Regions from separate parts of the Sus scrofa genome. Here regions 2, 3, 4, 5 and 6 are each linked to region 1. A link is a contact called in public HiChIP or PLAC-seq and promoter capture Hi-C data. All regions are on one chromosome and are shown on one strand. The core of a region is the stretch at or near the end of the contact, and the rest is flanking DNA. Distances in the headings are between cores, read along the strand shown.

Evidence for each region. Promoter capture Hi-C pulls out the DNA fragments that hold promoters and counts their contacts. HiChIP or PLAC-seq counts read pairs in DNA pulled down with a chosen protein or histone mark.
Region 2: an H3K27ac HiChIP or PLAC-seq map of skeletal muscle shows a contact between it and region 1. The contact joins the promoter of FAM136A here to the promoter of PCBP1 in region 1. A contact is called at or near these places in 2 of 2 datasets of contacts at active chromatin or transcription factors (alveolar macrophages and skeletal muscle).
Region 3: an H3K27ac HiChIP or PLAC-seq map of alveolar macrophages shows a contact between it and region 1. The contact joins the promoter of SNRNP27 here to the promoter of PCBP1 in region 1. A contact is called at or near these places in 1 of 5 promoter capture datasets (fetal skeletal muscle) and 1 of 2 datasets of contacts at active chromatin or transcription factors (alveolar macrophages).
Region 4: a promoter capture Hi-C map of liver shows a contact between it and region 1, with 12 times the contacts expected there. The contact joins the promoter of MXD1 here to the promoter of PCBP1 in region 1. A contact is called at or near these places in 5 of 5 promoter capture datasets (fetal liver, fetal skeletal muscle, liver and 1 more), 26 of 47 Hi-C or Micro-C datasets (adipocytes, adipose tissue, alveolar macrophages and 16 more) and 2 of 2 datasets of contacts at active chromatin or transcription factors (alveolar macrophages and skeletal muscle).
Region 5: an H3K27ac HiChIP or PLAC-seq map of alveolar macrophages shows a contact between it and region 1. The contact joins the promoter of PCYOX1 here to the promoter of PCBP1 in region 1. A contact is called at or near these places in 14 of 47 Hi-C or Micro-C datasets (brain, embryonic fibroblasts, fetal skeletal muscle and 9 more) and 2 of 2 datasets of contacts at active chromatin or transcription factors (alveolar macrophages and skeletal muscle).
Region 6: a contact with region 1 is called in a promoter capture Hi-C map of fetal liver, with 3 times the contacts expected there. The contact joins the promoter of TIA1 here to the promoter of PCBP1 in region 1. A contact is called at or near these places in 2 of 5 promoter capture datasets (fetal liver and liver), 13 of 47 Hi-C or Micro-C datasets (alveolar macrophages, brain, embryonic fibroblasts and 9 more) and 2 of 2 datasets of contacts at active chromatin or transcription factors (alveolar macrophages and skeletal muscle).

What each region holds. Positions count from the first base shown.
Region 1 is chr3:72,378,769-72,382,037 of Sscrofa11.1, reverse strand. PCBP1 (poly(rC)-binding protein 1) reads left to right here and starts at 1,674. Exons shown (of 1, transcript XM_003125057.4): 1 at 1,674-3,269. The coding sequence starts at 1,943. The coding sequence ends at 3,013. The region is part of intron 3 of ASPRV1 (retroviral-like aspartic protease 1); the gene reads right to left.
Region 2 is chr3:72,189,100-72,192,368 of Sscrofa11.1, reverse strand. FAM136A (protein FAM136A) reads right to left here and starts at 1,451. Exons shown (of 3, transcript XM_003125051.6): 1 at 1,212-1,451; 2 at 173-313. The coding sequence starts at 1,337.
Region 3 is chr3:72,564,360-72,567,628 of Sscrofa11.1, reverse strand. It overlaps SNRNP27 (U4/U6.U5 small nuclear ribonucleoprotein 27 kDa protein), which reads left to right and starts at 1,606. Exons shown (of 6, transcript XM_003481192.4): 1 at 1,606-1,728; 2 at 2,671-2,791. The coding sequence starts at 1,695.
Region 4 is chr3:72,543,595-72,546,863 of Sscrofa11.1, reverse strand. It overlaps MXD1 (max dimerization protein 1), which reads left to right and starts at 1,562. Exons shown (of 7, transcript XR_002342619.1): 1 at 1,562-1,882; 2 at 2,616-2,715.
Region 5 is chr3:72,221,826-72,225,094 of Sscrofa11.1, reverse strand. PCYOX1 (prenylcysteine oxidase 1) reads left to right here and starts at 1,490. Exons shown (of 6, transcript XM_003354779.4): 1 at 1,490-1,696; 2 at 2,796-3,002. The coding sequence starts at 1,573.
Region 6 is chr3:72,238,922-72,242,190 of Sscrofa11.1, reverse strand. It overlaps TIA1 (nucleolysin TIA-1), which reads right to left and starts at 1,656. Exons shown (of 13, transcript XR_002342584.1): 1 at 1,342-1,656. TRNAG-CCC (a tRNA gene) reads right to left here and starts at 1,979; the gene lies at 1,909-1,979.

The DNA of each region.
Region 1 (3,269 bases), core at 425-2,924:
ACAATAGCATTTCTTTATCTCTCCAGCATAACAGCCTATACACTGGTCTAGGAAAGCAGTAACTTCCCATTTCGTTTCCTAAAGCAGTGATCTCTAAATGTTCTGGTACTGGGGGCCCAAACTAATCAATGGTTCTGTTTCCTCGCCCCCGCCCCCACAATCATCCATTATTAAACTTGAAATGAGCAGAGACTCGGTATGATGCCCACATTTCACTTATTCACGTTCCCCTTTCAAATTAATTTGAAAATTACAATAAAATTCGCCCGCTGAGGTTGGGACCAGCCTGCAGGGTTTCACTCCTATCTGGTAAGAGTACTCGCTGCACGGGAAAGGCCCCAACCCACCGGCATCCGGAGCCGGGAGGGGGGAGGGGCGCGTTCTAGAGCTTTCAGGCCGACCCCAATTTCTCGTTGGCGACGAATCCAGGCCACGTGTCGCCATTTTGTGTTCAGGAAACATGGCGGCTACGCCCGCGGGGACGAAGGAGGGGGCGGAGGGGCCGCCACGTTAGCCGCTTTCTCTCAGGGATCCGGAAGGACGCTAAGCACCCGGTCTTTTCTGTCAGGCTCAGCCAAAGGAAAGGGGAAAGGGCAGAAATCACAACTGCCACACCAACCACCCCAGCGACCTTTCTTTAGCGAGAGGAACCCGCGGCTGGACACTCGGCAGCAAAGGCCTTCCAAGATGGCGGGCCCGGTTGGGGGCCGCCCCCAGAGAGCGCGGGCGCGGCGCGGCGGCTGCACCATGCGGGAAAAGGCCGATGTGCAGTAGCGGGAGCTTAACCTTGGCGGGGAAAACCGCAGGAACTCCCCGAGCACGGGTAAATGCGGTGCCCTAAATGAACGCCACTGTCTGAAATGTCTGACAAGGTGGCAGCGACTAAACACCTGCGCAGGAGGTGGGGGTTTCTGCGGGTCTAACAAAGTTGCAAAATGCAGACAAAGCATTATGTAAATGGACGCCATACTCTTTATGGCCATGTTTCTAACACTTCCCAGAAACCATCAGTAGAGCCGCGAATTTGGCGGCGGCGCAGGAGGGCTTTCGGCCTTTCTCCTCACAGGCCGCCTCCGCGGTGGCGGGGAGGGGGTGGGGGCTGGCGCGGGGCGCCCGGACGCCGAGGACGAAGGGGCCCCACGTGCCCGCCCGCCGGCGCGCGCCCGCGCCCGCGCCCGCCCAGCGGGCCTCGCCTCGCCGCCCCTCCCCCCGGAAGACCACAGTTGCCCCTCCCATCCTCCCCACACCCTCGCGCACGCGCTCTGGCTGCCTCACGCGCACGTTTTAAACCCGCGGCGTCCTAGCTGCCGCCTGCAGTTTCTCCCGGGGCTGTCCGAGTCGCTCCGTGTCCAAATCGCTTTTATAGAGAGGAAAAATAATGTGTCGCACCGTCATTCACAACACTACATTTCCAATCATCCGCCGGCGCCTCTAGGGTTAATAGAATACATGTTCGTTTTTAAGCCTTGCCGGACTCACAGCTTTTACCCACCGGGGCTTTATTTTCAATGCTAGGCTGGTAAAAGGGTTTTCTAAAAAACTATTCCATGGGGATTGGCGTAATCTTGTGACCTAAAAACCATGGGTCCTCTTTTTTTTTTCAAGGGGTCCTGCGCACAAGCACTTCCGGGGTCAGAGGGTACGCGGGGTTGAAAGCGGGCTTCCCGCCCCGCCCAGACCGCCGAGGCTGCCGCCGGAGTCGCCACCGCCGCGCCCTCGCCCACCCGCCCGCCCGCCGCTCCCGGCCCCGCTCGCCCCCTCCGCCGCCGCCGCCCGCCCCTGCGACGACGCCGCGGCCTCCCTCCCGCGCCCGCTCGCTCCCGCGGCCCTCGCTCGCCTCGCGCCGGCAGTTTTGGGCCTACACCTCCCCTCCCCCCGCCAGCCACCAAAGACTTGACCACGTAACGAGCCCAACTCCCCCGAACGCCGCCCGCCGCTCGCCATGGATGCCGGTGTGACTGAAAGTGGACTAAATGTGACTCTCACCATTCGGCTGCTTATGCACGGAAAGGAAGTAGGAAGCATTATTGGGAAGAAAGGGGAGTCGGTTAAGAGGATCCGCGAGGAGAGTGGCGCGCGGATCAACATCTCGGAGGGGAATTGTCCGGAGAGAATCATCACTCTGACCGGCCCCACCAATGCCATCTTTAAGGCCTTCGCTATGATCATCGACAAGCTGGAAGAAGATATCAACAGCTCCATGACCAACAGCACGGCGGCCAGCAGGCCCCCGGTCACCCTGAGGCTCGTGGTGCCGGCCACCCAGTGCGGCTCCCTGATTGGGAAAGGCGGCTGTAAGATCAAAGAGATCCGCGAGAGTACGGGGGCCCAGGTCCAGGTGGCGGGGGATATGCTGCCCAACTCTACCGAGCGGGCCATCACCATTGCTGGCGTGCCGCAGTCTGTCACCGAGTGTGTCAAGCAGATCTGCCTGGTCATGCTGGAGACGCTCTCCCAGTCTCCGCAAGGGAGAGTCATGACCATTCCGTACCAGCCCATGCCGGCCAGCTCTCCGGTCATCTGCGCGGGCGGCCAAGATCGGTGCAGCGACGCTGCGGGCTACCCTCATGCCACCCATGACCTGGAGGGAACACCTCTAGATGCCTACTCGATTCAAGGACAACACACCATTTCTCCGCTCGATCTGGCCAAGCTGAACCAGGTGGCAAGACAACAGTCTCACTTTGCCATGATGCACGGCGGGACCGGATTCGCCGGAATTGACTCCAGCTCTCCAGAGGTGAAAGGCTATTGGGCAAGTTTGGATGCATCTACTCAAACCACCCATGAACTCACCATTCCAAATAACTTAATTGGCTGCATAATCGGGCGCCAAGGCGCCAACATTAATGAGATCCGCCAGATGTCCGGGGCCCAGATCAAAATTGCCAATCCAGTGGAAGGCTCTTCTGGTAGGCAGGTTACTATCACTGGTTCTGCTGCCAGTATTAGTCTGGCCCAATATCTAATCAATGCCAGGCTTTCCTCTGAGAAGGGCATGGGGTGCAGCTAGAACAGTGTAGGTTCACTCATAACCCCTTTCTGCTGTTTTCCCATGATCCAACTGTGTAATTTCTGGTCAGTGATTCCAGGTTTTAAATAATTTGTAAGTGTTCAGTTTCTACACAACTTTATCATCCGCTAAGAATTTAAAAATCACATTCTCTGTTCAGCTGTTAATGCTGGGATTCATATTTAGTTTTATAAGCTTTTCCCTGTTTTTAGTTTTGTTTTGGGTTTTTGGCTCATGAATTTTCTGTTTGTCGATA
Region 2 (3,269 bases), core at 202-2,701, 190 kb after region 1:
AAATTTTTTTTCCCAAAATTTAAAACCCTGTGAAGTCTAATGGTCATAGGACTGTCACAAATGTTAACACGGAGCCAAGGCACTAAAGCCAAGAGTTTTGAACAAATGCTTGTCATCTCCTGCAAAAGAGCAACCTCAAGGGCTAGAGTACTCTGATTGGGATATTGCTCACCTGGAACTTCTCCAACTCACTGGTGACCAGGGCCTGGGCTTGAGCCAGAGGTGCATGGCAGCGCTCGATGCACTGATGCACCTGCTGCATGGATGCCTGGCTGTCCTCACAGCAGCCAGCACTGCACCGGAACATGAGGCCCTGTGGAAGGAGGGCAGAGAGAGATTAGGTAGGGAAGCCTCCAGGGCAGAGATGACCAAGGAGTGCAATAGAGGCCAGGAGTGTCTATACCTGTACCTCTCCTTATAACAGATTTCAGGGCCTTAAAACCATGAATGGAAATATTATCCTTGGTGCCCAGTGGAGTACCTCACCGCCTCCTTGCTGCTAACTCATTGGCACTTGTGGTATTGAAGGCTGAGTGGACAGGGAAGGTGGCGAAGGTCAGATAAAGCCAAGTTCTGAAAACGAGGAGCCTATATCACAGGATTCAGAGGTCAGCAACCTAGTAACCTACTCCCACCAGGGGGCAACTGGTCTACTAATTGACTCCAGGGTCACCTTTACAAGGGAAACTCACAATTCGGTTAGGAAAGAAGGACCAACAGCCACAAAACATTTAGGGGATCAAAGCAGAACAGCATATAAGCTGTGGAGCCGGGTTCGATGCAACAGAACCGGGCATGACCTGGCCATTGAGAAGGCCTAGCGCTTTCGCCTTTCCGGTCTTTCGCCTTTGGCCATGCTCTTTTTCCGGCCTCGGGCTGCTCACCTGCAGAAGGGGCCGCGAAAAAGGGGGAGGTGCGGGAGGCCGAACGCCTCACACGAGAGACTTTTAACCCTGGTCCCGGAACACCCCTCCCCCCGCCTGGTCTAGGGGACAAACGGCCTTGCGCGTGGCAAGAGCGCACAGATTTCATCCGCTCAGTCGAAGCTTCAGAGGTTTTGTCTGAGGACGCCGCGACGACCCCAGGGACATCGCGACCCGGGTGTGCGGGGAGGAGGGCACTGGTGCTGGATATGGCGCAGCGGCTGCGGGAAGGGGCCAGGAGTTCCGGACCGCTGGGGCTCCCCCCTCGATCGGCCTCCGCCCGGCTACCTGCATCTTCCGGATGTTCTCTCTCTCCAGATTCTTCACCATGGAGTCCACTGCCTCCTGCACCCGGAGCTGCTGCAGCTCCGCCATGGCGACCCCAGCTGCTCCCTGCCGCGCCGGCGCCCACATGGACTCAGGCGCACCGGCCCGCCCGCTCCGCGCAGCTTCGCGGGTCACAGCGGCGCGTCCTTCCAAGAGCCCACGCCGCCGCCTAGCGTCCAGAGAGGAGCAACTGCACGCCAGGAGGCCTGCTCCCGCCCCACTCCCTGGCCCCGCCCCCATGCGTCAGCGACGCTTCCCCCCCCCCCCCCCCCCGGTTGTTTGGGCTTCTTCATTTTGCCCGCCCACCTCTGTCCTCTGCGAGAGCTCAGGGAAGGTTATTTCCTCTTTCTCTGCCTTCTGTCCCTCTCCCTTTCCACTAAAATTCTTTAAAGATATTTAATGTAAGTAACATATAGTAAGTGCGAAGGTCTTAGGTGTAAACAGCTTGATGAGTTTTAGCAAATCTTGCCCTTTCCTAACCTCTGTCCATTCTCTCCCTATTCCCTCACTCCTGACCCCAGGCAGCCACTGATCTGCTTTCTATCACTAGGGATTACATTTTCCCTTTCTAGAATAATTTATATATATAAAATATTATATATATATATATCTCGTTAATATGTACTTTTTGGGGGCCTGGCCTCTTCACCTAAACATAATGCTTTTTATTTTTTTTATTTTTTGGTCTTTTCTGGGGCTGCACCTGCAGCATCTGGAGGTTCCCAGGCTAGGGGTCCAATCAGAGCTATAGCTGCCACCTACACCACAGCCACAGCCAAAGCCAGATCTGAGTCACATCTGCGACCTACACCACAGCTCATGGCAACGCCAGATCTTTAACCCACTGAGCAAGGCCAGGGATTGAACCCGCAGCATCATGGTTCCTAGTCGATTTGTTAACCGCTGAGCCATCATGGGAACTCCAAGAGTGCTTTTGAGATTGAACCATATCTTCAGTTCTTTTTTTGCTGCTGAATCCTGTTGAATGGACATACTACAATTTGTTTTTCCACTCCCCTGTTGGTGGACTTTTGGGTCTTTACCAGTTATTAGCTGTTTTTTTTTTTTTTTTTTTTTTTAAATTTTTAGGGTTGCACCTGCAGCATGTGGCAGTTCCCAGGATAGGGGTCAAATCAGAGCTACAGCTGCGGGCCTACACCACAACTCACAGCAATGCCAGATCCCTGATCCACTGAACGAGGGCAGGGATTGAACCTGCATCCTCATGGATACTAGTTGGATTAATTTCTGCTGAGCCAAAAGGAACTCCCAGCTGTTCTGAATAAAATGGTGACTAAGAACATCCTTGAGCAAGTCTTTTGTAGGCATAGATTTCCATTTCTCTTGGGTCAATATCTAGAAGTGAAATTGAAACAGGAGGAAAGGGGGATGAGGCATAACCTTTGAGAGAATGGCCTAGCCCTTGAGGATATTGCAGGAACCTATTGGAACCAACTAGGGCCAAGATGGTGGATGATTCGACTTCCAATGGACCTTAAGCCTCATTATTCGGTCATTGTAATACACTGGCTTGCTAAATGACATGCTCATAGGTGACATGATAGTTTCAAGGCCCACCATAAAAGGCCAAAAAGTGGGCAGTGGCCTAATTCCTGGAAATCCTCACCCCTCTTCCCCTAATAGTTGAAATAATCTTTCCACTCATTAGCCTATGAAGTTACCCAGCCCATAAAAATTCACTACATAGGACTTCCATTGTGGCACAGCAGGTTAAGGACCCAGTGTTGTCACTGCAACAACTCAAGTCTCTCCTGTGGTGCAAGTTCTATCCATGGTCTGGGAATTTCTACATGCTTCTAAAAAAAAAAAGAAATAAAAACTGGCTACTCCATATTTTAGGACCTCTTGAGTGTGTTTCTCCCAGGGCTGAGCTCTCACTCTCACCCTTACTTCCACACCCCAGGCATATGGAGATTCCTGTGCTAGGGATCGAATCCAAGCTGCAGCTGTGACCTACACCACAGCTGGGGGCAACACTGGGTCCTTAACCCACTGGGC
Region 3 (3,269 bases), core at 357-2,856, 190 kb before region 1:
CAGGCACATCTACTTGGCATCTCCTTTTTGGTATTCAAAGGGGCACGTCCAGATCTGAACATAGCTCCTTTCTCCAAATGTATATGCCTTATTTTAGTAAATGATGCTGCCATCTACCCAGTTTCACAAACCAGAAACCCGGACATTATGCTTGAATCCTAATTCCTTCATCCTCTGCATCAAAAAATGACCAAGTTTTCCCAGTTTTACCAATTATTTCTCAAATTCAGCCATTTTCCACCTTACCAATTGGTACCATTTTAGTACAGGCCACTGTAATTTCCAATATAGATTATTGTACCTTCTTCCCTATGTGTTTTCCCCTCTAGTGAAAACTCCACATTACACAAAGTATCCTCTGAATAAACTCAGTTGTGATTCCCTCTCATCCTCAAAACCCTTAAAAGGCTCTCAATTGCTTTTGCCTCAGGGTAATTCTTTACCGTAGCTCACGAGGCTTCTAGCCTCTACCTTTCCCTCCTTGCTCCCTAGGTAGCTGCCATACTTTAGTTCTTTACTTTCAGCCTGTCCTCTCCCTTGCCTCTTGCCCTGGCACCTGCAATCTCTGCCTGGATAATCTTACACCTGTCCCCACCACAGAAGTCACCCCATTTTACCTGACTAATTGGTATTTCAACCTTAAGGTCTTGTTTGAACATCATTTCCCCCTGGAAACTTTTCTTGACAACCCTCCCCCTCAAAGCAGGTACCCCTATTATGTACACATAATATCTTGATCAGCCCCATCAATGCATCTTGACACTATACTTGTTTGTATCCCTCACTTGACTGCACCCTAGTCAAGAGCTGACTTGTGTCTTTTGCACTGATTAATACTCTGGTACATAGGTGTGTAATATTTGTATGAATAATTTTATTAATCATACCTTTTTAATTTTTTTCTGGTGTTTTGTCATCTAGGGCATTGCTGAGACTGCCCTTCCTGGGGCCAGCTAATTCCCAGAGACAGCAAAAGATTTCCTTCTGACCGTGCCTTTCATATGCAGACTAGCCAGTGGAAAGCCTGTACTCAGCAACCCACCTTCCCTGCCAAACTCGGGAGTATAGGCATCGGACAGCCCCTACATCCCAAGGCCCGCTGAAATTATTCAAATTAGTAATCGTAAACCTGTTTAGCTAACATGCCTGCCTCTGCTATTCCTTCCCACAAAACTCAATAAAAGCTCTCACCCATGTTTTCTTTCCCTTTGCTTCTCTGCCACCTGATCCACCCTAGTGTTTCCCCGTGTGGACTTAAACTGTTTGTACGTGCAATATTTAGAATTGGTCTGATATGAAATATGCATGTGGACAAGACAGTTGCAAAGGAAAATGAGGGAAAATGAGGTCTGTGTTAGTGTGGTTTATATACAGCCCTTCCCAGACATTTCTGTAACAGCATCAGGTAGCATAGTTTAAGGCCCACAGAGAAGATGGGGAAGCCACCGCGAAAAGGGGGGTTGGAGGGAGAGAGATGCCAACTCTGTTCTCAACTGAATCCCTACACTGTGAGAGGGAGCGTCGCGGCGTAGCCGCTAGAGTCACAACAAGCTCACTACCGCCTCCAGGCTTTAGAAACCGGAACCCTGGCGAGTCGTTTGTCGTTTTCCAGTCGGCGGTGAAAGGTCAGTTCCGGGCCCCCCGGAAGTTGCAAAGTCGTTTCCGGGGCGGTGTGAGGTGGAAGAGGACTCCGAATGGGTCGCAGCCGCAGCCGCTCTCCGCGGAGGGGTAAGTCCAGAAGCACTTTTTAGGATCTGGGGCTCCGCTGGAGACCTGTTCCCCCTTTCCCCCCAGTTTAGGGGCAGCAGAGGAGGCGACCCTTTCTTCCTGAGGAGAAGAGCGGAGGTAGATGGGGGAACGAAGACCCGGGCCCTACACGCTTCAACCCTCCGGTTTGAAGGCAGTTTTATTCCAAAGTTAGGGTTTGGCCGAGACTTTGTCAGCCTCGTACAGTAACCTTTATTGTCGTGTGGCTGGGGCATTTAGAATCAGACCATGTTTCCCTTGATTTGTAAGTGGCCGAATGCAAACCGTCCAATCTTCCTGTGTCCGAATTCCAGTAATAATTAGACATGGGGGTGGGGTGGGTGGGTAACACTATTTTTAAAAACTGCCGTGAAAATTGATGACACACTCCGTAACACTCAGCGTATGGTAACCGCCAGGTTCTTCGATGCTCAGTGTTTCCTTTCCAGTTTATAGGGAAATCGTTGTTTGGGAGTTTTTGTGCAGGGAGCTCACTTCGTAATGTCTTCTGGCCCCCGTCCCCACAAAGGGGTAGAGAAGCCGAGACTTCGATCGGGAGATCTCACTTAGGCCCTTGGCTCTGTCCCCTTGTTCAACTAATCAGATTTGATCTTAAAAGTTAACATGATCTCAATCTGAATTGAGAACTCCTGTTTTTAAGTGTAGAATACACACCAGATTTCCTTGATTTAGTGCAGGGAAAAAATATAAAATATCTAATATTTCTTTGTAACAGTACATGTAAATGATAATAGTTTGACTATATTGTGTTAAATATATACTGTTAAAATTAATTTTGTCAGTGTCTTTTTTACTTTTTTAATGTGACAACTAAAAGTGGCTCACATGATAGTTCCGTTGGATGACGCAGCTATAGGTGTTTGAAGTAATTTTTGACTCTGCAATTTTGTGTGTTTGTGTTAGAGCGTAGGAGATCCCGGTCCACATCCCGGGAGAGAGAACGCAGGCGCCGAGAAAGGTCCCGGTCCCGCGAGCGAGATCGGAGAAGGAGCCGCTCTCGTTCCCCCCACAGAAGACGTTCCAGGTAAGTGCAGAAAATTATCAGAAGTTTTACCGCAAGTCTCACGCAACTGCGTAAGTATTCACTGCCCTTAACTTTGTTTGTATCACTTATAAAGGGACTTAATTTCCTGAAATGAAGGGAACTTCATCCTATGAGGTTTATTCTAAACCTCACAATCCCATTTGTAAAATGGGGGGGGGGATAACATTCCACATAGTAGAGTTGCCTTGAGGAGTAAATGAGAAAAAATAGACTAAAAGCACATAGCAAGCACTTAGCTTGGCAAGAGTAAGAGATGTGTTTGTCCTTTAATCTTATTTTTTATTAACTTTTCGTGATAATGGTTTATTCAATTATGTAATCAAGAATTGTGAGAGGAGTTCCGTCGTGGCGCAGTGGTTAACGAATCCGACTAGGAACCATGAGGTTGCGGGTTCGGTCCCTGCCCTTACTCAGTGGGTTGACGATCCGGCATTGCAGTGAGCTGTGGTGTAGGTTG
Region 4 (3,269 bases), core at 313-2,812, 160 kb before region 1:
CATAATCACATGTGTTTCTCTTTCCCCAGTGTTTGTGACTCATATGGAAATCTGTTTCTTAGTTGTCTTGTTTTTAGAGCTACCAACAAGAACATTGATAGCCTGGGCTCTGGGTGAAACAGATCTAGGTTCAGTTTCCATTTCTGGCTGAATGAATGTCTAGGAAACTCATTTAGCGTCTCCGGGCTTCAGTTTCCTCATATGCAAAATGTAGGTAATTAACCTATCTAATGGGATTATATTAAGGATTAGGATAATGTAGGTAATTTACCTCACACGTATAAGCTATTGTTTTCATATACTGACAACAATAAACTTTTTTTTAAAAGCTTTGTTAAATATGTTCATGCTTCACTCATTTCTACCTTCAGGATTCTCAATTTACCAACAGTTTTATTTCTGCTTTTTAAAATGGAGATATCTCAGGAATCGTCATAGGTTTAGGGAACAATTCTTCAAGTTTTTTATGTACATTTATATTGGTACCACCCCCAACACAAACACCGTTTATAGCCGTCTCGAAAAGGAAGTATTCTTTTGAACGTTTTCGTCTAGAAAAGGGAAGATATTTATGAAAGAATCTCAGGATTCCACGTCAACCTGCAGGTATAGGAAGTTTCCGAGCTTTTAAAACCCACTCGCGTGAGGAAGTAATTAGCAGCACCTGCGGCGAGGGTCGTGCCTTTGGAGAGGCCAGCGCTGCATGCAGCTGCCCCATTCCAGCACTTGAGAAGAGAAAAGGCTGGGCGGCGAGCATTTAACAGGAGACAGGCTTTTCCCCTCAAGCCCAACAGCCACGTGGCGCCTGGCAGAGTCTCAGGCCCACCGCCCTGTTCTCGGGCTGCGGGCCGCTCCCTTCAGGGGATTCTCTGCGGTGCCCTCAGCCGCCCAAGTCCCAGGACGTCTGGAACCTCTGGGTCGCTGTCGGCGGACCCAGGGACCCGGCCCCGAACCGGAGCGGGACACAGCGCCCAGGTGACGCTCGGCGCCACCTTCCACTTGAGGGTTGCCCAGCAGGTCCTCGAAACTTTTCCCCGGAGACAGGTCTCGGCAACAGGCGGAGCCGGGTGGAGCCGCGCCCCGGGGCAGCCGGTGAATCAGCGCGGCTTGCGGCGCCGGGGTCAGCCCTTCCAGCCAAAGCCAGATCCGGGGAGGAGTAGCCGGGCTGCTGACCACCACCCGTTCAGGGTTCGCTGGCCTGGGGAAAGGCGACGTCATCATAGCTGGGCGGTGTCGGAAGGCTCCCCCAATGGGAGACAGGCAAAGTGGCTTGCTTTCTGTACCTCTTGGCCAATACTAACAAAGCAGAAGGGGCCCCGGTTGTCAGTATAGAACCAATGGAAAACAGGGAAGGAGCACAAGGCGGAGTTGCGAGTCCTGTCACCAATTGGGAAGAGGGGGTGGAGCCCGGGCCTTGTCAAGCGTGACCAACCAACAAGAGGAGTGGACTCTGGGGGGCGGGGCCGTGATTCCCTCCCCCAATCGCACAAGGCCATGGGCGGGGCATTCTCTGGGGTGCCCAATGAGGAACGCAGCCGAAGCGGGCCTGTCAAGAGAAGGGGCTGGGGGCGGGGGGACGGTGAGTCGGGATAAACACTCCGCGGCGGTGGCGGCTGCTGCTCTTCTCTGGGTTCTGTCAGTGTCGGCGGTGCCCAGCTCACCGGTCCCCTCCCCCTTCTGGCGAGCGTGGTCGCAAGAGAGGCTCTCTCAACCCTGCTCTGCCGGGTCCTCAGTGGGGCGCGCGTGTCCGGCGGCGGCAAACCCGTGGGCAGTGGGGGTTGGTCCCGTGGCTCCGGCCCCCGGTGCAGAATGGCGGCGGCGGTTCGGATGAACATCCAGATGCTGCTGGAGGCGGCGGACTACTTGGAGCGGCGGGAGAGAGGTGCACGGGGACGTGAGGGGTCCGGCCAGAGCAGGGGCCGGGGGCTCTGAGAGGCCTGGCTGAGGGTCTGGGCGCCCGGCCGCTCCGGGGGTGGTTGGAGGAGCTGAGAGCGCGACCGCGAGCGCTCCCAACCCCTCCAGCTCTCCCCACGCGCGGTCCGAAAGGAGGCCGCCACTGCCCAGAGGCAATGAATGGGGGTGGAAAAGGGGCTGCTGTCCCCGGGGTCCTGAGCGTCGCCCCCTCCCCACCCCGTAGCGAGTGTGGTGCCTGGGGTTCCCTCAGCCAGGGCCGTCCCGGCCGGCCCTCAAGTGGACCTGGCTCCGGGTATCCCAGCCGGAGGGGCAGCGCCTCCCCTGTCCCCCATCCTCCTTTTCCGGCTCTGAGTCCCGGTGTTCACCCTGCCCCTTCGCCTGAGGCTGGTCCCACTTACTACACACCAACCTGCTGGACGCTGCCAATGGGAAACCCAGGCTCCATGGGACTTGCTGTGTCTTTCTCAACAATGAGCAGCTGGAATGCTCCTTCCACCTGCTCCGAACTGAGGGTATTCACACTCAATTTAAAAAGGCAATCATTGTTCTGAGAATTCCACCTTGTTCCGTTTTATTATTTCCACAATATTCTATTAATGAGAAATACATCAATTTCTCATTAAATAATCAATTTCTCAGGGAGGGGAGAGAGTATTGAACGTTCTGGGCTCATTCATTAACTGGATCCTCCGGTTTTCTAGAAGCTGAACATGGTTATGCCTCCATGTTACCATACAATAACAAGGACAGAGATGCCTTAAAACGGAGGAGCAAATCCAAGAAGAACAACAGCAGTAGCAGGTAATTTGGTAAATATTTCCCTTTCTCTTTTAGATTATACTGCGGATGATACAAATTGCAGAATGGAAGTGATAGCCCTGTAAATGAAGTGGTATTCAGGCTCAGTCATGTCCACATGCTCTTAAGGCACTGGAGGAAGCCCTTCTGTTTGGGTTGAAAGGACTAAAAAGAAGAAAAGGAAAATGTTCTCTCTGTCCTTATGAACTTTTTTTAAACTTAATTTTGCTTTTCTTCCCTTTTGGAATGAAAATCTGGAAACTTCATGTGAGATTAGTAACAGTGATGATATTTTGCCTTCAGAAGTTGCAGATTTCAGGGCAAATTTTCTATAATTGCAGGAACTGGACGCTATCCATTTTTTACTTTTCATAGTGAAGATTTTATAAACATGTTAAAGTATTTGACTTGGCATAGGCGGTAGGATTTCATATTTGACATGTAAACTAAATACAGTGACTTGTCTCATAATCTAATTTGTCACTCTAATGGCAAAGAGGAATGCTTGAGGTTAAAACTTGCCTTTTTGGTAATGGAGGAACATATTAAAATATTAA
Region 5 (3,269 bases), core at 241-2,740, 160 kb after region 1:
AGTTCTTTCTTTGTAATTTGTAGAAAAAGGAGACAATATTCATATTTTTATGTTCTTACATAAGTGTTTATTTCTTGTATGACTTGCATCTCGTTCCATTAACACCTCCATTCCCTCTTTCTTGCTGTGCTCCACTGGCCTCCTTGCTTTTCCTCATATATGCCAGGCATTTTCCTTTTTTAGAAAGCTCTTTCTCCAAATATTCACCTGGTCCACTCTCTCAATTATTGCAAACTTTTGTTCAAGTGCCATCCTGCTCAGTGAGGCCTGATCTGACTATCCTATTTAAAATTGCAAGCCATTCTCCACTTTTTTTTCCTCCACTCTATATTATGTCATTTGCTTACTTATTCTAATTGTCATTTGTTTCCCTTCACTAGAATGTATACGTCATTAGGATAAATATTTTAAAAATTGTTTTGTTCACTGGTTTTTCTCAAGTACCTATAATAACATTGCCTGCCACGTGGAAGGAGCTCAATAAATAATTGTCCACTAAGTAAATCCTTTATTTTGCAGTAGTTTAAACTTTCTTTTTATTTAACTTATTTTCCTTCCATCCATATACTGTTCTTCACATTCACGTACTAGTTTTTCTCCCCCCCCTTTTTGATTGGGTGTGATATATGTAGATATAGATATAGATATGTATTTTAAGGGCCACATTTAGAGCATATGGAAGTTCCCAGGCAAGGGGCAAATCTAAGCTGCAGCTGCCAGCAACAGCCACAGCCACAGCCTGGCCAGATCTGAGCCACATCTGTGACGTACAGCACAGTTCAGAGCAACGCTGGATCCTTAACTCATTGAGTGGGGCCAGGAATCAAATCTGAGTCTTCATGGATACTAGTCAGGTTCCTAACCTGCTGAGCCACAATGCGAACTCCCTGGGTGGGATATTTTAATTACAGAAATAGTATCATATGACACCCATCACTTTCTCAACAGCTTTTATGACCGAACAATACTGGGACAATAGATACAAAGCCTGCATTCTTTTAAATGTTTGCCTAATGTTCCGTATGATACGAGTACACACACGACTTTCGTTTATATCTGTTACTATTTTTCCACTTCCTTCAGTTTGGACCACCCCATCCCTGGTCTCTGTCATTTTCCCTTTCACCTAGCACCCTTTACCCAGTCATCTTGTACCCAACAAATCTCGAACATAGTGAACACGGTGATCACTCAGTAAGTATTTGGGGCACCCTTGTCCGTTTCTAACAGTGGTTTGCTGTGTGCATTCTTTGAGCCTGAGCGATTGAATCAACAGAAGAGGGCAGTATTGATGAAATTAAAAGCTGGGGTGAGCCTCCTCTGGGGCCTTTGGCAACTCCCTGAAGCAGCCTGGGCTTCAGAGGTGCAAGGAGGACTTGGGGGACCGAGAGGATTGCGTTGTAGCTTCTGGAGGAAGGGTGGCCTTGGAGTATCAGGTGCCTGAGCTGGGGACGGGCCTGGGCGGGGCTTGGAGGGGCGAGGCCAGCTAGGGGGCGGGGCGAGCGGAGAGCGCAGGCTCAAATGCGGGCGGACCGCCGGGCGCTCTAGTACGACTGCAGCACTGGGAGAACCATGAAGCCCCTCGCTGGCGGGCTCCCCTGCTTCTTGACTTTCGGGCTGTGGCTGGGGCTGCTACTTCTGTGCAGCTGGGGGTGCCCCGGGAGCGCCGCGCCGCGGTCCCCGCCAGAGAAGATCGGTAGGCGAGAAGGAGGCAGCGCAGGGCGGAGGTGGCGGGAATAAGCCCGGTGCCTGGCGGCGGCAGGCTGATACACTAGGCCCGGCACCTGTGACACCCGCCGAGCAGCGCCGAATGAGCCCTCCGCGCAAGCGGAGCCCATTCCGGCTCGCGCCCCAGGGACCGCGCTTTCCCGAGGGTGAAGACATCTCCATTTGAGGAGTTGGCTGTAGAGGGGTAGACCTGGGCCGGGGAGCGGGAGCCAAGCGTCCCTGCGGCCCCTGTCTCGGAGGCCTGGGGCTCCGAGGAGGCTGAGGCCCCTCCTGCCGACTTCTCTTGCTGCAGTTGCGGGAGGACAGTCCCCTGGTTGGTCCGGGAGCGACAGGCCGCTTCCGCTCTGCAGTTGAGAGGCCCACGAGGGCACAGCACACCGAGCAGTGCAAACAACCTGACCGCGCTGACCGCGTCTCCTTCCCTTGATGGGCTTCGGCGCCCTCGCCGCCCCGCCCCGCAGCTCTACCCATTCCCCAGCCCGGCCCGGCTGCTCCGCTGAAGTTTGCCTGCTCGCAGAGGCCACTGGCTTGCACAGTTTTCTGCCTAGAACGACTACACAGCCGAAGCATTCACTCTTAGTTTCAGTCTTTTTGGTGTTTTGCTCTGTTTTCTTTTGCTTTGCTTTTTAAATTCCCCTTAAAGCTGTGTTCTTTGGGATCATTAACCTGTTCACATTAACGAGACAGAGCAAATGTAGGCAAAAATGGCGGCCACTTTATTTAAAATGCGTGCTGGAAGGGCCCCACCTCCTCTGTTCCCATGTATTGGTCACAAAGAATGGTGTGCGGGCCACTTGGTGCCTCCGCAAAGAACTGTGAGAATCTTGGGGCATTGGGGGAAAAAAATTAGTGTCAGTTTGTAAGTTTATCTATTATCACTTTTGCCTGGAGGCAGTGACTGTCCAGATTCAGAGTTCTATCTTCACAGCAGCTGTCACTTGCCTCCCTGTCCCCAGGCTTCCCTAAGTTGTTAATAGCCTAAAGTAACGTCTGTTAACAGTCTTTCAAAAAACGAAACCTACAAAGCTGATAAGAGGGAAAAAACTGTTTCTTTTTTCCCCCTCTAGCGGTCATTGGAGCTGGAATTGGTGGCACTTCAGCAGCCTATTATCTGCGGCAGAAATTTGGGAAAGATGTGAAGATTGATGTTTTTGAAAAAGGAGAGGTGGGCGGCCGTTTGGCGACCCTGACTATGCAGGGGCAAGAATATGAGTCAGGAGGTTCTATCATCCATCCTTTAAATCTGCACATGAAGCGTTTTGTCAAGGACCTGGGTATGTGATTTCTTCTTAGAGCTAAGCAGACTTCAACATCCATGGATGTTGTTATTAGATAGGGATCTGAAACTTTTCTGCCTTGTTAATTGTCTTTTATAGAGAAGCTGGTAAAACTATTTTGCTCACTTTTCTGCTAGCAATTTGTCCTGCCTTAGGAGCTGTTCTGTAATGGGACACTAGTTATCTGTATCTTCAGGTATCTGGAATTACAGCCATGGGGCACAGGGTGGGGATGGTTGCTGTTGCTGGTTTTTAAATCTCTGG
Region 6 (3,269 bases), core at 407-2,906, 140 kb after region 1:
TGTTTCTAGAAACTCTACGGGGCTAATGATTTCTTACGGATTTCATCCACAGATAGAAATCTTTCAAAAAACAAAGGTCATGCACTAATTGCCGTATCATATTAAAAAATTTTTGAGATAAACTAGCCAAAAGTTTACTGATCTATTAAGAAAACAAGTGTGACTATATTTCCCATATTGTTTACAAAATGGCAACTATTTCTGTGGTGAAAAAATAGTTGATTACATTGTACTTCATAAGTGATATCTAGAGACTTGCAAAAAGAAACCGAAGGGCGCATTTTTAATGCATAGAGTTCTCAAATTGTCAGTCTTCCTAAGAATAAAAACAAAAAACTACATCAAAAACTCATTGGGCTTTTTTCTTTCTTTTGGAGAAAAGCAACAAAGGCAGGATCACCTCATCCGACTATACTTGGAAAAACAAAGAATGCTGGGGAAGGCTACATGACAAAGAAAAGATCCCAAACGAAGATCATTTAACACTACCTCTAAAAATTCCCAGAGGTGACTAAATACGTTAAGGTACTTATTAATTGCTGCTTCATTAAAAACTCCCCAGTCCTTCAGAGTCATGTCAATCACAAAAGTAGAAGGCGAAGATATAAACGTATTAGATCCACTTCCCCTTAGTAGATCTATCCCTCCGGGTGAGATTTCCATTTGAAAAAACAAACAAAAAAACCCCCAAACAAACAAACAAACACAGCACTTTCAAAATCCTCAAGGGGTCCGATTTTAGACTTTTTCATCTGGAGAGGGGGTGCCACAGAAGGAAAGCCAAAGAAAAGTTCAAAGAAAAACATCTGGCTTTTTTTCCAGTTGGCAACTGCGGGAATAAAGTTTACCTCCCGGAAAATGAGTCCAAACATTTTCAAGAGAAGAATGCCTATCAACGAGAAGGAAATGAAAGGAAGAGTTTCTGGGAAAAAAACTAAAATGAAAGGAAATAAAGCTCGAAAAGAGGTTAATCGAGAAGCCGGGGTGGGGGGGGGGGAGAAGAAAAGCGTGGGACAAAAAGGCTCGCCAAGTTCTAAAGAGGTTTGAATTAAAAAGTCTTCTCCTGGCCTAAAACCACAGAAGGCCCCGGGCGAAGCCAAAAGCCACGCTGTGGGGTAGTAAACGTGTAGGGACTAATTTAGAGGGTTGAGCCCCCTCTCCCTCCAGCTCGTCCTCTCACAGCCGGGGTCTCGGTCCCTAGGCAGCCAGGTGAGCGCCTAAAATAGGAGCCACGAAATCGCGGCGTCCACGGGGAACAATAGGCTGAGCAACGGCGCTGAGCCGAAGCCTCGCTCCGGGACCACCACCATCCCGCCCCCCTCATCGCTGCCCCAGACTCACAGAGTCTTAGGCATCTCGTCCTCCATGGCTGCTGCTGTCGCGGCGGCGCCTCTGAGTCCAGCTCCCTACGCTTTACTACCTCACAAATCTTTTGAGCGGCTATGGCTGCGGAATAGCGGGGGTTTCTTGGCTGACCGGAGGTTACTCCGCCTCCTTCTTCGACAGCAATGACACTAAACCACCCGGCCCAGAGCGAACAATGAAGCCCCGATACAAGATGGCGGCGAGCCGGGAGCCTTGGAGCCGCCAGCGAAGTGACCCGGGCCGCGCAGGCGCAGAAGAATCTTGCACTTTCAACCTCCCGGCCGCCAGGCTACACCTCAGTCCATACATTCACTTGTTGCGCAGCCGCTCTTCCAACCACGCCAGGGATTTGTCTCAGACTGCGCAGGCGTGAAGGTTAACTATTTCAGGACTACAGTAAACTTTATTGAATTCCACCTCCCGATTCGAATGTTTCAACGGTGAATTATAATGAAATATAAATATTCGTGGAAATGAAAAGTTCGAAGTGTTTCTACAAGAAGAAAAAGCTATAAAAATAATCTAAGGCAAAGCAAAAGGCCATGCGCCGCCCGGGAATCGAACCCGGGTCGCAAGAATGGGAATCTTGCATGATACCACTACACCAGCGGCGCTGACGGTAATGCTTCTTGCAGAAATGCTTTAGAACTAATAGCAAGCAAACTTTCGTTCCCGAACAGCTATGAGGAAGGTTCGTTCACTCCTTTAAAAACAAAAGCCTATTGCTACTTTCCCTTAATGTAAGTGATGATTTCTCTCATTCCAATACAGTTAAATGGATGTTCCTACTTTTTCAGTACGGAAAAATCTCATTTAAAATTTGTTTTTAAACTTAAAAAGTAAGAGTTTCATTAAGAAGAATTTGTCTTGTTGGTGTTAAGCAGCTTTTTGAAAGCCGGGCATGTATTTCCAGATTTTTGCGGAGTTTTTCTTTATGTACTCAGTGTACATTGGAAAATATTAAAGAAATATTTATTTAATGCAAATCGGTCCCAAGAATTCTAAAACCATATGAATTGGGGCATATACAAGTTTCAGTCCTTTTGGGGTGGGTGGGGGGGAGGCAGAAAAATTAGGGTTCTGAAATGTACTTCAATATACTCATTATGCATTTTGTATTGCATTTTATAATTTATGTGAAAAAATTTAAACATTGGGGAATGTCCGTGTTCAAAAATGTGATCTCTTCTTTGAAGTAGTTCCTTTAGACTGTGATAATTTTGGATTACCATTTTTGGACTTGTCTTTAGAATCTGTTGCACATTCTTAGGATTTCATTCAAAGATATCAAATATTAGTCTTTTGAGGATGAATAAGACAAATGTTAATAGTAGATTGTATTTTTTTAAGAAACTTTTTGAGATATAATTTGCATAATGTACATTTCTTCCATTTAAAATATGCAGTTCAGTGTGGTTTTTTTAGTGTATTCACAGAGATGTGTAGCCATCTCATAATCAATTTTAGCACACTTTCACCATCCTGAATAGGAAAGCTGTACAATTAGCAGTTACTTCCTATTCCCCATCCCGCCCCTCTCCCCAACCCACTATTTTTGTGTTTCTATAAATTTGTCTATTCAGGACATTTCATATTGTCTCTGAAAAATTAATAGTCAACCTTAAAAATTAATAGTCAACCTAAGAAAGAAATAGAGAATTTTATTTGAGCCAACCTAAAGATTATAACCCAGGAGACAGTCTTTCAGAAAGCTGTGAGGGGGTTAGGATCAAGACGGTGGAGGAGTAAGATGTGGAGCTCACCTTCTCCCACAAACACATCAGAAAGTTGTGGGGACTTTTCCATTCATTAGAAGTTAGTGCAGTTATATACATTTTGAAGACAAAGAGTTATACATCAAGTGATGTATTGACAGTTTACATAGTCCAGATCTGCATGTACAA